Regions from separate parts of the Zea mays genome. Here regions 1 and 3 are each linked to region 2. Evidence: chromatin contacts called from public Hi-C data. All regions are on one chromosome and are shown on one strand. Each heading gives the region's core, a stretch centred on a gene start, on an enhancer-like site or on the middle of the called end of the contact. The rest is flanking DNA. Distances are from core to core; before and after follow the strand shown.

Evidence for each region. A called contact is a pair of places that touch in the nucleus more often than the background predicts.
Region 1: a contact with region 2 is called in a Hi-C map of leaf, with 3 times the contacts expected there. The contact joins the promoter of LOC100193501 here to the promoter of LOC100275632 in region 2. A contact is called at or near these places in 4 of 25 Hi-C or Micro-C datasets (ear, leaf and tassel).
Region 3: a Hi-C map of leaf shows a contact between it and region 2, with 8 times the contacts expected there. The contact joins the promoter of LOC100284576 here to the promoter of LOC100275632 in region 2. A contact is called at or near these places in 2 of 25 Hi-C or Micro-C datasets (endosperm and leaf).

The regions. Positions count from the first base shown.
Region 1 is chr2:157,732,709-157,737,746 of Zm-B73-REFERENCE-NAM-5.0, reverse strand. LOC100193501 reads left to right here and starts at 2,798. Exons shown (of 29, transcript NM_001358758.1): 1 at 2,798-2,998; 2 at 3,090-3,294; 3 at 4,027-4,115; 4 at 4,224-4,430; 5 at 4,685-4,783; 6 at 4,882-4,990. The coding sequence starts at 2,954. It overlaps LOC103649013 (ankyrin repeat-containing protein At5g02620-like), which reads left to right. Exons shown (of 1, transcript XM_035965376.1): 1 at 1-805. The coding sequence ends at 261.
Region 2 is chr2:158,074,112-158,078,845 of Zm-B73-REFERENCE-NAM-5.0, reverse strand. LOC100275632 reads right to left here and starts at 2,198. Exons shown (of 7, transcript NM_001366601.1): 1 at 1,109-2,198; 2 at 100-517. The coding sequence starts at 1,949.
Region 3 is chr2:158,417,493-158,422,638 of Zm-B73-REFERENCE-NAM-5.0, reverse strand. LOC100284576 (ENT domain containing protein) reads right to left here and starts at 2,164. Exons shown (of 11, transcript NM_001157471.2): 1 at 1,968-2,164; 2 at 1,750-1,862. The coding sequence starts at 1,777.

The DNA of each region.
Region 1 (5,038 bases), core at 1,549-4,048, 340 kb after region 2:
TTCATCGCGCTGACCTACGTGGTGGTGGGGCACGACGACTGGTGGCTGGCCTGGTGCACCATGGGCATCGGCGCCGCGATCATGCTCACCACCCTCGGCTCCATGTGCTACTGCATCGTCGCGCACAGGTTGGAGGAGAAGAACACCAGGAAGATCAGGAGGGCCTCCGCGAGCCAGTCCCGCGGCTCGTGGTCCCGATCAGTCGACTCGGACAAGGAGATACTTAACAGCGAGTACAAGACGAAGATGTACGCGCTGTAGGATGGATAGCAAGTGTAACATGACGGATTCTTTTGTACATACCAGTGCTTTTGTTTCGCCACAGGCTGCTCCATGGCATTCGGCTCGGGATGCAGAGGCTGCGGCACCACATCAGTCTTCTTCAACCAAAGGACTGAAGGCCCTTCCTGCGGAACCAAGTTCAGGTCACTTGACCGGTGTGCCTGTTCCTGGGGAGTGAGAGTCTGCTCAACTGTGTGGTTCTTAGCGCCTGAAACCATCAATGGTGATGGAGATAATTCAGCTAGAAATTTAGAATAGAATAAAGTGTCCGGTACAAAATGCATTGTGTCGTGCAGTAGATATGATGATCTTGTACACGAGGATCTCATCGGAGAGAGTGATTTGTTGAATTCTTGTGGGCAGTTTTTTCCCTTGGGAGTTGGGACTTGGGCTTGTGGTCTGTGACGCAGGGAATATATGTGTTGACAAGATGAAAACTGTCACTGATCGGCCATTTCCGAGACTAAATTTGTGTAACTTGTCGACCACCGGAGTGAAATGTGTATCTGCGAATAACGATATAGAGTATGTGTTTGTTAGCGTGTGTTGGTGACCTGCTTTGATTCTTAAATGAGACTAAAATAGGGAAACACATTTAAAGATGACAGACCTTTATTTCTTCAATCTATTTAAGATAGATTGAAGGAGGAATGATACCTTAATTAATAACCTTTGAGACATAATATACAAATGTTCAAGGAAAATCTTAAATGTTATGATCCCTTTATTATTCTTTCTCGATTAAGGTAAGAGAGTCGCAACTTTGGAGACTAGCAACCAGGTTTCCTTTAGAAGGAAAAGTGTCCCTGTATATTACAGTGTACCTCTATTTATATGACGAGGTAGAGTACAACTTCGTATAAAATTATAAACATACTCTCAGTTCATAAACATACATCTATACTATTCTATTAAGACAGTAGTGTCAGCGTCCACACTCAATGCCCCCACCCCCGCGACCACGTCGGCCCGTCCCTAAACTAGCGCGCCCTCGCCCCCATCCGCGTCAAGCGTCACCCGCCACACCCGCCCATCCCAGCGCGATTCTCGCGTCGCAACGCCACACCCGCCCATCCCGGCGCGACCGCGTTATCGCCCTCGACCCTCGCAACATCGCCCTGCTCATCTTCAAGGCCCTCGCCCTTGACCTACAGGGCCACCACCTCCCTGTGATGCGCGTCCTCGCGCCGCCGCGCGCCCAAAGCTCGACCGCGTCGTCTTCGTCAAGCTGGACGTCGGCCACACGCCACCCGTCGTAGCTCCACCTCGCATCTCCGGCATGCTGCACGTCCCACGCAGGCAGTCCGATGAGGCGCGGCGCCTACAAGCAGTGTGTCGACTTCAGCCCCTCGCGCCGCCACCGCGAGGATGGCCTCCTCGCCCTCTGCTGCCTTGACCGCGACGTTGGGCTCTTCAAGCGCCGTCATGACGAGCCTGCTCCTGCCGTCGCTGTCTCCGATTCGACTCCTACACCCTTGAAGTCGACGGTACTGCAATAGAAAAATTGTGGATCTTGCCCACGATGCTCATATCCACCGTGCCCACCGTGCTCCCACCAGCACCCGCTCATGTCCAAGGAACTCTTCGGCTACTTCGTTGCGCCGTCATCTTCCCCATATTATGGTCGCCACACCACTGTCCCTACTGCTCCTGGCGGTCGCCTGCCAACCGCAACGTCGTCGTCTGCAACATCGACGTCGTCGTCCCTTTCTACTCAACAGGCGTCATTTTCTTCGGTCCTCTTGGACACGGCTTCTTCAGCTCTCCTCCAGGCTCCAGCTGCGCCTCGGTCACGTGCCCACTGGTCTCCAGTCGTCGTGTGGTAATCTTCCTGTGATATGCACACTTCTCCCTCTCCCTTTTCAACTGTCGATCAATGAAGAAGGTAGGATTGGGCCGCTGCTCGCCGTGATTTTTGCCAGAGAGGGAGGGCCGACTGGTGGTCGGTGCCACCAGTTCTTAGCGTGGCTTGTTGAGCGTGAGAGACATAGAGATGGGGAAGAAGATGTTGTGGTTGCTGGTGGGAGATGTTGGGGAATGCTCTCTGTTCGTGGGGATGAGTTCCATGCCATGGTTAACTATTTCCCAAAAAATCAGCAGGTTTACCTGGCGTAAGCTACATTTCTTCCTAGACTAACATGCTTGCATTTCCTAAAGGTTTGACAAGAGGATAACTGATGAGTTCCATGCCATGGTTAACTATTTCTTCAAGTGTGCAAGTGCGTCTATGGACTGTATGGTTCTTTGGTTTTTGTTGTTCGCTGAGGTGCAAAGTAGGAAGAAAATGCGGCCCTAACCTTGCAAGCGGGGAATGTATCATTTTTTGGTGCAACTGAAATATGTGGTGTTATTTTTTGTGCACTAACAATTTGTTGAATATTTTGTATACCGTTGCAACGCACGGGCATCTAACTAGTAGTTCAAAATAAACTCAATGGACACCATCTTTCCCAGATTGAATCGTGGACGCCCATAAACAAATTCCCCAGCGTCTCCTCTCCTCTCCTCTCCTTCCCCGGCACCGTGCTCTGTTGTGCTGTTTGGTTCCGTCGCGTCGCGTCCCGTGCTCAGATCAGATCTCTCCTCTCCCCCGACCCCGAGTGGAGTGCCTCCCTCCCCCCCTCCCGCTCCAGACTAGCGGAGAGAGATCTCGGCACCGCCGTTCGTCGCCATGGCGGCGGCCAACGCTCCCATCGCCATGCGCGAGGCGCTCACGGTAATACCTCCGCTACCCTCTCTCCCCTCTCATGCAGTACATATCTCCATCCACTCACCCACTGATCATTCCTTGCTCGTTCTCCGCGCAGCTCACCAGCCTGGGCATCGCGCCGCAGTTCGTCACCTTCACCCACGTCACCATGGAGTCGGAGAAGTACATCTGCGTCCGCGAGACCTCCCCGCAAAACAGTGTCGTCATCATCGACATGGCCATGCCCATGCAGCCGCTCCGACGGCCCATCACCGCCGACTCCGCCCTCATGAACCCCAACACCAGGATCCTCGCCCTGAAAGGTTCGGATTTGCTGCCTCTACCTACCGCCCGCACCTCCTATAGATCTAGCCCTTTCGGTTCTCTCCACTGCGCGGAATCTCATCCTTATCATGCCCATCCTAGCCAAAGTCCTTGTTAAATAGTCAGTTGCCTCTCTAGGAATTCCGCAGCGATCTAAGCTTCTGCTTCCCTACCATGGCAGCCGAATTCTGCACTAGCGACTGACATCAAGCCTTTGCTTGAGATCTGTGCATTAGCTGCCTGCAGGGCTTTATGTATACCTCTCTGTTTGTCTGATCCTGTGTGCAAGCCGTGTAGAATGAACGAGGCTCTGGCAACATGGGACGCTATAATTCTAGCCTGCCATACATTTGTAATCCGTGTAGTCGTTGTCACTGCGATGAGCCAGATCCAGTTCGGTTTAGCATAGAATGGAACCATTAGGATTGTAATTTTACTCTGTTTTAGTCTTCACTGTTGCTGCTCACATTCGATCGACGGCTTCCTACCTGCTTGTTGCTGGGCATTGCTTGCTTAATTTATATTTGAGTATATATTTTGTTAGATGAAGTTCTTACTTGTCAGCAACTCAGCATTGCTGTTGGCTGGGGTACTCTACTATAGTCAGGATATTGATGCTAACAATTCCCAAATCAAATGACTGGTTAAGACATTGAGTAGCTATATATACTGCTTAACATATAGTTTGAGAATAATTGCAACAATGGTAAACATCTGCTGATTTTTTGCAGCCCAAATACCTGGAACAACACAGGATCACCTTCAAATATTTAACATTGAGGCTAAGACTAAGATCAAGTCTCACCAGATGCCGGAGCAGGTACAAAACACTTTCCAATATGACATTTTGCATATGGCTTCTTTTTTCTAGCTGTCAATGAGATGTACTTGAAGTAACATGTTCCATATATTTACTTTTCAACTGCAGGTCGTATTCTGGAAATGGATCACTCCCAAACTGTTGGGTTTGGTGACACAAACATCAGTTTACCACTGGTCGATTGAAGGTGATTCTGAGCCCACCAAGATGTTTGATAGGACGGCTAATCTGGCAAACAATCAGATCATCAACTATCGATGTGACCCAGCGGAGAAGTGGCTTGTACTTATTGGAATTGCACCTGGAGCCCCAGAGGTATTCTCTTACCGAAATTTACTTCTATTTACATCATTACAGCAGAGCACATGTCAAATGAGTGTTGAAAACGAATATTACTGTTGCCCCCGTTCCTGCTGATTTTGTTCGAAATTCCAATCCTCTTACGATAAAAAACAATGTCTCTGTAAAACTCGGTCATTTGTACTTGAACAAAAAGTAGTTTCGTAGTACTTGGTTGGACGTTCTTATCATATTGTCGACTTGTCGTGCCCTCATTTTCGTGCAACCAGAGGCCACAACTGGTGAAGGGAAATATGCAACTTTTCTCTGTTGATCAACAACGTAGCCAGGCACTTGAAGCCCATGCAGCGTCTTTTGCAACATTTAAGGTACCCTTTCAGTTATTTATGATGCTTATTACCTTATATTCTTGTTTTATTTCTGGTATTTAGTAATTTATCAACCTTTCTTTATCTAATCTGTCCAGGTTGTTGGTAATGAGAATCCATCAACCCTTATTTGTTTCGCCTCAAAGACAACTAATGCTGGACAGATCACTTCAAAGTTGCATGTTATTGAACTGGGTGCACAGCCAGGTTTAGATTGATTGTGTTTTTTTATTCTTTCTAGTGCTACATCTCAAA
Region 2 (4,734 bases), core at 949-3,448:
AGAGAAGATAATTGTCAGAATTGGTGATGATTGCAGAGTCACTATTCCCTAAAGCCAATTCAATCACAGGTTTCTTCTAACAGGATACATCAGACATACCGAGGATCATCCTCAAGGCGTTCTGAAGGAAGTAGAAGCATGAAGTTGCGGAAATGGCCATATGAGATTGATCCTTCTGAATCAGCATTTAGATACCGTAGCATGGCAGCGGCATTATCTTCATTGGCTGGAAGTCCAGCACCTTTCAAGGAAGTCAAAATTTGATTCTTGTGAAGTGTTCCAGACTTGCTCAAACACAACGTGGTATATGCTCGGAGAATGGTTGCTTCCTTCTGTTCCATCAAGGATAAAAATTGCTTCCACCCAATTGATTTCGAAAAGAAGTTGCTTCTTGTACGCCTGAACAATTCTCGAGCATACCTCCTTGGCAACCGCCTCTTCCTCGTTGCAATTTCGAGATCTTCTAGAGTGACTTGGCCATCACCATCTCTGTCTAACTCTTCAAAGAATCGCTTTCCTGCAGCAGCAGAACATCAGTTACAAATATCACCTTATGATCTAACTAATACATAAAAGAGCAACCTTTTCAAAAGTATCATTGCATTATGTTAAGCAGAATGCTGAATTGCTGAGGTACCAATTAGAACTGTAGTTTGAAGATCGTATAATGGATAGAGTGAGCTTGACTCAAAATGCACTAGCAGGAAAAATAACAGGATGGTACCCCTTGTTGTTGCATGGATCAATTAAAATGTCTGGTAGGCATATCTTTGATAGTAGTTCACCCAAATTTTCTAGATACGGTGGTAAAATAATGGATAACATCAGAACAGATTTTATGCTGTAAATTGTAGATCCGAATGGCATATCCTGAATCTGAATATTGGAAGAAGTCTAGTGATTAAATTGTACAAAATATAATTACTTTTGACTCTAAAACTGGCATTTGAGCCTTCTGTAGAGGACTAATAGTGACTGATCTAATTTGGTGATTTCCGTGCCATATATTAAAATGAATGCATGATTGGCAATTGCAGACCATGAGCCTACATACTGAAGAAGTAGAAATGTGGACACTTCTCTGCTGGAAAATGAAAAATTATGTTACCTTCAATTTCCGCATATCTGAAGAAGTCTTGCACTGAGAAAAGCTTCTTCTTGTCAGGATGTGCATCTGCCGATGTCGATGATCTGCTCACCAGCTGCGGAACTAATTCAATGAGCTCCGTCAGTGAAACTGCAGAAAGCGTAGACCGCAGACGCTCCACATTCGACAAAGGAATGTTAAGCAACCGGGCAGGCAATTTTTGTGCCTGCTGTTGTGTACCACTAGCAATGTCCACCCTCTCGCCGTTCCCAATCACAGCACCATCCTCCTGATTGCTGACTGGTGCTGGTGCTGGGACAGGGGAAGCACCACCCATGATGCTTGCTGGCGGTGGCGGTGGCCCAACCTTTGCAAAGCCCAGATTTGAAAGGAACCCATCGAAATCGGCCCTCTTCCCATCGATTACCTTCCTGAAAACCACAAATTGCTCCAACTGTCGGGTAGCGACAGCAAATTCCTCGCCTTTGTGCTTGCAGGCGTCCTCCAGCGCGTGGAGGTTGTGGGCGAAGGCATCGAACGCAATGCAGAGCAGGAGCTCCAGTTGCTGCTGCGGGGTCGCGCCATTGCTGGGCTCCTGGTAGAGCGGCGGGGAGTGTTTGCCTGCCCGTCGCTTGGGCCTGAAGCACCTAGCGAATGATCTGAGGGGCTTGTGGAAGAAGTTGGTGACGACGACGTGGAGGTGGAGCAGGCAGTCGACCTCGGGTTCGTGGTGCTGCTTGGAGTCGGGGTTAGGACTGGAATTGGATCCAGGGATGTGGATGACGGGAAGGTGAAGGTGGGTTATGGCGCCACGAGCTGCGGCGACGAAGGCATCGAAGGGATGGTCGGGTGCCATGGACATCAGGGTCAGGAACTAGGTGGTGCTTCCTGTCCGGTGGTGGTGGACTGCAGCGAGCGTCGTGGAAGGCATAGCAGCAAGGTTGGTGAGGCCCGCCTCACTTAGAGGGTACGAGTGAGCAACAGCCCGATTCTTCTTCCACTTTGGGGAGATGAGTGTAGCGAGCGGTGGGCAGGCAGCGGTGGAGGCCGGCCGTGGCCGGTGGTGACGAGGATGAGAGGGCCGAGGTGGAGTTGCAGTTGCAGACGAGACGGGAGGCGGAGAAGCGGCGAGGCGAGAAACCGAGACCATGAGAATTTGAGGAAACTGCAGAAATAAATTAATTTCTCAGGGGAATGAAATGGATTACGATATTTGGATGGATATGCTTTTTTGTTCGCATTTGTATCTGTTCAGAATAACGGGGAGAATGTTTGGTTTTTTCTCTAGCATCAACCAAATACTTAACACCAATTCATCCCTCTTGATTTAAGAGTGTTTGATTTACGGAGACTAATTTTTAATCCTCTATTTTATTTTATTTTATTCTTTAAATAGAATTTTAGTTTTTGTATTTGATAATTTAGTTCTCATTAATTCTACGACTAGCATGTTCATCTCTCACTATCATTAATCTTAAATGCAAAAAAAAATCCTTCCTAGGCATTGTTTATCGTACTAACATCTTTCTCATGTGTAGGAGTGTTGATCCATTAACGACACCTTATACTTCTTTGAGGATCTTCTAGGCATATCCACAGTCTAAAGAAGACGAGTTGGTAGCTCATCATTCGAAAATTATATTTAAACAAATGGTAACGAAAAAGAGCTAAACCAATTACAATGTCTTAAAACGGATGAAGCAAAACTGAGCACAACTCTCACAACAATGTAAGGGTAAATAAATGTAATATAAACAAGAAAAGGAAAAAAATCCAAGACTAGAAGACCTATAAGGAAACAAAGATAAAAAAAAGGAAAACTCTTCTAATTAATTTTATACCGTAAGTACATCAACGATTAACTCAAAGCAGCATTAACAACAAAGAATGCTTGTAAAAAGGTATGTTAGTGAAAGGGAAATGTCTAAAATCTATTTTTATAATTGTTTTGATGTTTGATGACCATCACAACCTTATGGACTAATTGGTTCGTTAAGTGAATGAATGAAGAACTAAAAGAATGGAGCAAATCCAGAGAAACAACCTAGACTTAGGCAAAAGCGTAATATTGAGTAAGAAATGGATTTTGGATCATTTCTACACTTGCATAAGTTTCAAATGACCCTAGAGACATTGGGTATGGTTGGAACCTTTATAGAAGACAAAATTGGGAAAAAAGATTCTAGGGGTCAAATTGTGAACACAAGATTGACTTTTCCCTCGTGGTTCGGGTTGATGATGAGTGATTGTCAATGTGTAGCACTCTGAGATTTGCGATTTGCACTAGGGGTCAATTTGCACTCAGTTTAAACTCGTTTCTAGAAAACCCCAACAAAACCCCAACCAAAACAGGATTTTTGATCTGCACTTTGTTTTCTATGTTGTTGGAGTTGATCCTTCACCGGTAGACATATTTCACTCTACGCAAATTGTCTCCGAAATTTGATAACATTCTGTGAAGTTTTGATTGTGCGGCACTGCCGCTCTCAAGACTGCCAGACAAGGAATTTTGATCCTTTTCTACTCAAACTTCATGGTTCGCCTTTCTCCCTGGTACCTTGTTGCCTGCACAATTTGCGAGCATTCTGGAAAAATTTTGCAATCCGACACTACCGCACCTACAAGCAGCACTACCACTCCGCGTTTTTCTATGACTTTGACCCAGAATTTTTACTGGACCTTTGGGGTCCCCTTTGGAGTTTCTTGTGAAAGTTTGGGTTCAAATCAAGTCTTTTAGGCCCCGTTGAGCTTATACTCTTCTCTAGAACTTGGTAGGAGTAGTCAAACGATCTGTGGATGATATGTTCTTTTGCGAAGTGTTTTTGGTGTCCCTAGAGGTTGGATTGGGTCAGGAAATAAAGTCATAGTGTTCTCATAGTTCAAGAATTTTTAGTGGCTCCCATTCACCCCCTCTGGTCGCCTCACTGGTCCTTCAATTGGTATCAGAGCCGGCTAAGGATTTCCTTTCCCTAATCGGTTGGCATGCTACTGGTCATCGATGGGACTAACTACCCGTACTAGAAGATCTGCATGGTGGCATATCTTCATAGGGTACAGAGTCTGGGAGATTTGCCTCGATGTTGCGTTCAATGCTACAAGTGAACGAATCACTCCAATTTAAGTGGAGTTCCATGATTTGAACAACAAAGCTCGCAACACTTAGTTCTTGTGCCTCTCGCTGGCTGAGTTTGAGCGAGTTGGACATCTAGCTATGGCTCACGAGATTTGGTCCACCCTCGAGAGATTCCATGAGGGCAATGATCATGTCAAAACTAGACTCTTTGAGACGTACCAGCAAGAGTATGATAGTGTTGTTCAATTGGCTGGAGAGACCATTGACATGACGTTTTCTCGGTTCCAGACGATTGTGAACAAGATGTGTGCCAAAAAGTCACAGCTTCCCTATGATGATCAGGAGAGAGCGCTGAAGTTGCTACATGCTCTATATCGGAGGGTTTGGGAGGTGAAGGTCTCGGCGATCATCGAGTCGCCCAATTGAGACTCTCACCGTGGACAAGCTTTTCAGCAAGCTCAAGTCCACTGAGATTGACCACCAGACCCAGGCTAAGATTGAGAACCCTGGTGCACCCACCATGGCCCTGATCTCTAGAGGTGGTGCTTCCTCTAACCCCTCACCTGATATATTT
Region 3 (5,146 bases), core at 915-3,414, 340 kb before region 2:
TCTGATTATCTCCCAGTCTCCCTTCCTTCTATTACCACTGGTAGCACTAGCACCTGAAGGTGCACCTGCAGACCTCTGTTTGAGCAGTCACCCTGAGTTCAGATTACCTTTGTTTGAGCAGTCACCCTGCAGTACCTATATTACTTTCAGTTTGGACTTTGGACTTTGGATGGATGTTTTACAGTTTTACTGAATTACTGCCAGTCTGCTACTAATTATGCCTATATTATTGCAGAAATGTGGTGCTTATATAGTTATATACATATACATATGTCCATAAATCTATAGGACGACTAACGGACGACCAGAGGTCGACCAGGACCGATTAGTCGACCTAATCGTCGCTCTAATCGCGATTAGGCGCCTGGTCGCTGCTCTAGCTCGACCAGCTGGTCGCCTGACTTGTAAACATTGGATTAAAGCCAGCTGTTTGGACTGCTGCAGCTGTAATCCATAGAGACAAAAACACTGTAGAAGCAGTAGAAGTCGGTACGGATTAAAGCCAAGCAAACAGGCTAGCAATAAGCAATATAACAAGATATTATCAGTTACCAGATTGGCAACTTCAGGTACTTCACCAATTTTCTCTGCAATCCCTTTATTACATTGGCTATTTGGAGATGACATCATGACAGGCACTTATCATTCGTCCCAGAACATGAAAGCTAAAGAATCAGGCTCTAAGCTCGGGGCATGAAATTTATGACCCTAATGCTTAAGTTGTTATAGACATCTAAAGATTATGCAAGCATGGTTTGGCTGCTAATCAAAAAATAAATATTAAATGAAGTAATGCACCTAAAAATTTGTCATTTTACAAACCCAAATACTAAGGTGGTAAATCCTTAAGGGCTGTTTGGCACAGCTCCAGCTCTGCCACAGAAGAATACTGTAGCACGGATTCAGCTCTTCTTTCTAGTTCATTTTTTGCCTCAGTAAGCAAAACAGCTGCTTGCTATAGTAGCAAAAATTGCGTTACAGTGAACGGGAGGAGGAGCCGGCGCCCCCAAGAGCCATACCAAACAGCAAACAGGGACTTAATTGAGTCAAGCCCATAAAACCCATTCAACACCGAATTAAATTTCAGAAACATAACTGAATAGGCATTTCAGCAACATATAAACTGCAGACACTATCAGCGTGCACAAAGCCAGGTATTGTACAGACACAAATTTCTCATGAGAACAACCAGAGTGCCATGCTCCAAAGAGCCCCATATATCAAATGTTCGCCATTGGATACATAATTCAATTTTGCAGAAACAAAGGGAACCAAGAGAGCAAAACCCCATTAAATCTCCAGCTGTCCAGAAAAAAAATGAGGTTGAAACAGACAAATTCAATCCATATGAAGGAAATCGTGCAGTTTTATTTGGCAGCTTGTATTTTCGTGATCCCAAAAACTGAAAATTATACAGAAACCACCCAAATCCACCATGAGAAACTCAATTCACTAATGCAGAAACCAATATTCCTAAGCAATAGTTCACCACAACATCCAACGACGTTTGACTATTTCCCCAAAACAGGTGAATTCCGGATAACTCTAACCCTAAAGTCCTCCCGTCAGGCAAGTTCAAACCCTAGCCCCCAAAATCCATCCAACCACACTGAGGACGCGACCTTGTAGCCCACTCATATTCACAGCCAAGGAATTGGCATTCGCTAGTAAGGAGCTGAAGAAAGCGAAACCATAGGAGTAGAACCCTAGTCAAGGAGGCGGGCAAGGGCTCGAGCTCCCCGCACTCACCGCTGCTGTCGGAGGGCCGGTAGTCCATAGCCTACCGTCGTCGGCAACTCCACCAACCACCACCAACACCGCCGTCCGCCGGTAGTACAACACGCGCGGGCACAGACGCGAACCTGAAAGAGCCAAACGAACAGGGGTAAGCTCCCTCCGCCACGCCGGGGCTCGAGATGCCACCCCAAGGCCGCCACTCGGGCGACGAAGGGTCAGCGAGCGCTCACCTGCGGCGGAAGCGAGGGCGCGGCGGGGGGCGGAATCCGGCGAGATTCTGGGGAGGAGAGCTAGCTGTGCTGCTACTATCGTATCAGGCGCTCCGTTTTCGATAGAGAAAGAGGAAAGATAAAACAACAATCGACGGACTTGCAGCGGATTTTACAGCCGTGATGTGGGTGCATCCTGCAAACGTCGCTGGACCACCGGAAGATCCCACCGTCCACGCGTGCATCTTAAGCCTCGTTTAGTTTTTAAGATATTTAACGTGGTTATAAACATACTAATTTATATCTTAGTTTATAAAAATTGGTTTTCTAGTTTCTTAAAAATCAGCAAGCTAGCATTTCCTAACTAAAGCTAGTTTATAAAAATTGAGGTGGTTTCAAACTTTATAAACTAGTTTTTTTCATAAACAACTTTCTAAAAATTAAAAATAAGAACTAAAATTTTAAAAACTAGGTTGTTTCCGAACATGATCTTAGCCATCAAATTCAGCCACGTCACATTCAATGCATCAGATTGTCCGGACTTAAACAACTCTAAATTTTTACCATAAAAAGAATATTTTATCCTTACCAATGAAATTCTTTACTTTATACCACAATCCCTCATAGTCATATTTACTCCATATCTCAGCCCTATAACAACTACCCCATATTATATCATTTCTTTGCAATTCCCTTCCATTCCCGGATAACTACCTCCTCACGTTTTTTGCACATAGTGACACATGGTGCAGCCATTAGAGGTGGTAATAGGCTCTAGATTTTACACTATAAAATTTAAGGATTGAGTCAGATTAGAATCGAGCTCTATTCCTATTCGTTTTTGAACTAAAATTAATTAAGGGTTCTAATTTTTTGTGAAGAAGAATTTAGATTGTGATCCATTACCACCACTAGCTGCCATATGGAATCAAAGACTCACATAGCAATATAGAATAAAGGAATAGGCACTTTGTAAATGACGTTCTTCATGCCCGCCCCTATTTTACCGTGGCCGGAAACGCTCACCGTTATTCTTTTCCTACTCTATAGTTTACTCTAACTCGGTGCGTAAGGTTCATGACTCTAGATACCCTCAACCCGGGTTCCAAAGAGTTGTATCTATTATAACATCATTATCGATCATAACTTTTTAATGCACAATCTATACCATCATCCTACAGCCATATCAACGACACTCAGCTTTTATTTTTACATACTCGATGTACAATAAAACATAATTTTTAATTCAAATATCGTAAACGAGAAAAAACAGTAAAAAGAATATATAACTAATTCCAAAAAACAATACTGCAAAAAATAAGGAACGTTCATGAAATTCAAAAAAACAAAATCAACTCATGTGGTGCAATAGAAACTGATTACATTCAAGAACTAGTTTCTATTGTAGCACATGATGTTCTTGTACTCGCTACGAGATTAACTCATGTGATACAATAGAAACCGGTTCATCGATGAACGCAAAAGGTATTGTAGTTGGTACTCCACATCGAATTCATGTCTAAATGGAGATGGAACTGTATGAACGTGGGTGAATATACGTGAAAGGAGGAAAGATGAATATGGATCAAAGAAGATAAGGACCTCTATTTATAGGGTGTGAGTTCAGTATTTTTTTCAAATTCAAACGCTTGAAATTGTATGGCCTAATGAGATGTTGACATCTGTCCAAATGTTGGGTGGTATCGACCATGTTCGGTGGGTTTCGACCGTGGCCCTAACACGTCGGTCGATACCAACCAATCGATACAGACCATGTGATCTCCAACGTGGTCGGTATCGCTCGGACCGCCCAGTTAGCAGCCTAACCAACCAATCGGACGCCGACCGGCGCTACGACCGGTTCGGTCGATAGTGACCACCTGGTTCGCCACGCTAGCGATCAAATATCGAGTCATGTTGGAACCGGTCTTAAGAGCATATCTAAATTTTGGAACATCATTTAGAGAGTTATTTGAGTAATGACATATTTAGTTGGTTATTATTTAAAGAGTTACTAAGACACCAAAGAGAGTCATTTTCATGGCTTGGTGATACACGCTAGTGAGGAGCTCTCTTTTGGATGTAAACCCCATAAATTTGCCGGTCGCATGTATATTGTAGTTTTAAAGGCAAATGTTTGATTAATTGCTACAGATATAGTATGCCACACTTTTTAGCACCTTGATTCACATGTTATACACTCAATTTCTTGCCAAACTTTAACACAAGCATGAATTTAATTTTACTCACCATGTTTTTAGGGAAACTGAAGGGATTGTGATGCTTAAGAGAGGAATAAATTAGACAACTTAAAGAAAAAATTGCATATGTGGCTCCAAAAAACCATGGCTTCCTTTGAACTTGATAGTCACCTATAGGGGTAAAATCACAACTTAAACAAAAACTTGATCCAAATTAAGTGTTAGTGCAAAACTAGATCAAGTTAGAGTGAGAAGGAGGAGAGATTCTTGCACTTGATTGCTCTCACAAGATTGTGAAATTAACTTGAGCAATATCACAAGTGAAGAACTAGAGAATAGAGAAGAAGAGCAAATCACAAAATATCAAGCACAAGAGACAAGGCAATTTTATCTCGTGGTTCGGTTAAGCCTCAAATGCTTGCCTACTACACGTTGTCGTGTCCCAATAGACAAGGGTTGCAGTCAACCCCTCTCAAGTGATCCAATGATCAACTTGAGTGTCACAGTTCTTCCTTATATTCTTCCCTTTGCAAGAATCTCCATAAATTGGAGTCTCTTGCGGCCATACACAATTTTAATGAGAGTTACAACTCTTTAACAATGAGAGGGAGAGTAATAACACACATATGAGTAGCAACACCACAAAGCCACAACACGAACGTGTAATAGCAGAGTAGCACTATCTCTCTAAAACTGGCGCTCGAATTGCTTCGATGTGTCTCTCAGATGCATATGAGTGAAGTACTAGCTCTTGGTATGCTTGGTGTGCTTTGGAGGTCGAAATAAAGGTCTATTTATAGCCCCATGGGTCCATGTGGCCGTTGGACCTTTTTCCAAAGAGCTGCTGAAATCTTGCTCTTGGCTGGCGCATCGGACTATTCCGGTGCACCACTGAGCATTATTGGATCCTACACACAAAATGTCATTGGTGTTATAAAAAGTCACCCGACCAAAAAGTTATGTTCATATTCTCTCCATTAAACAATTTGTCAAAATACT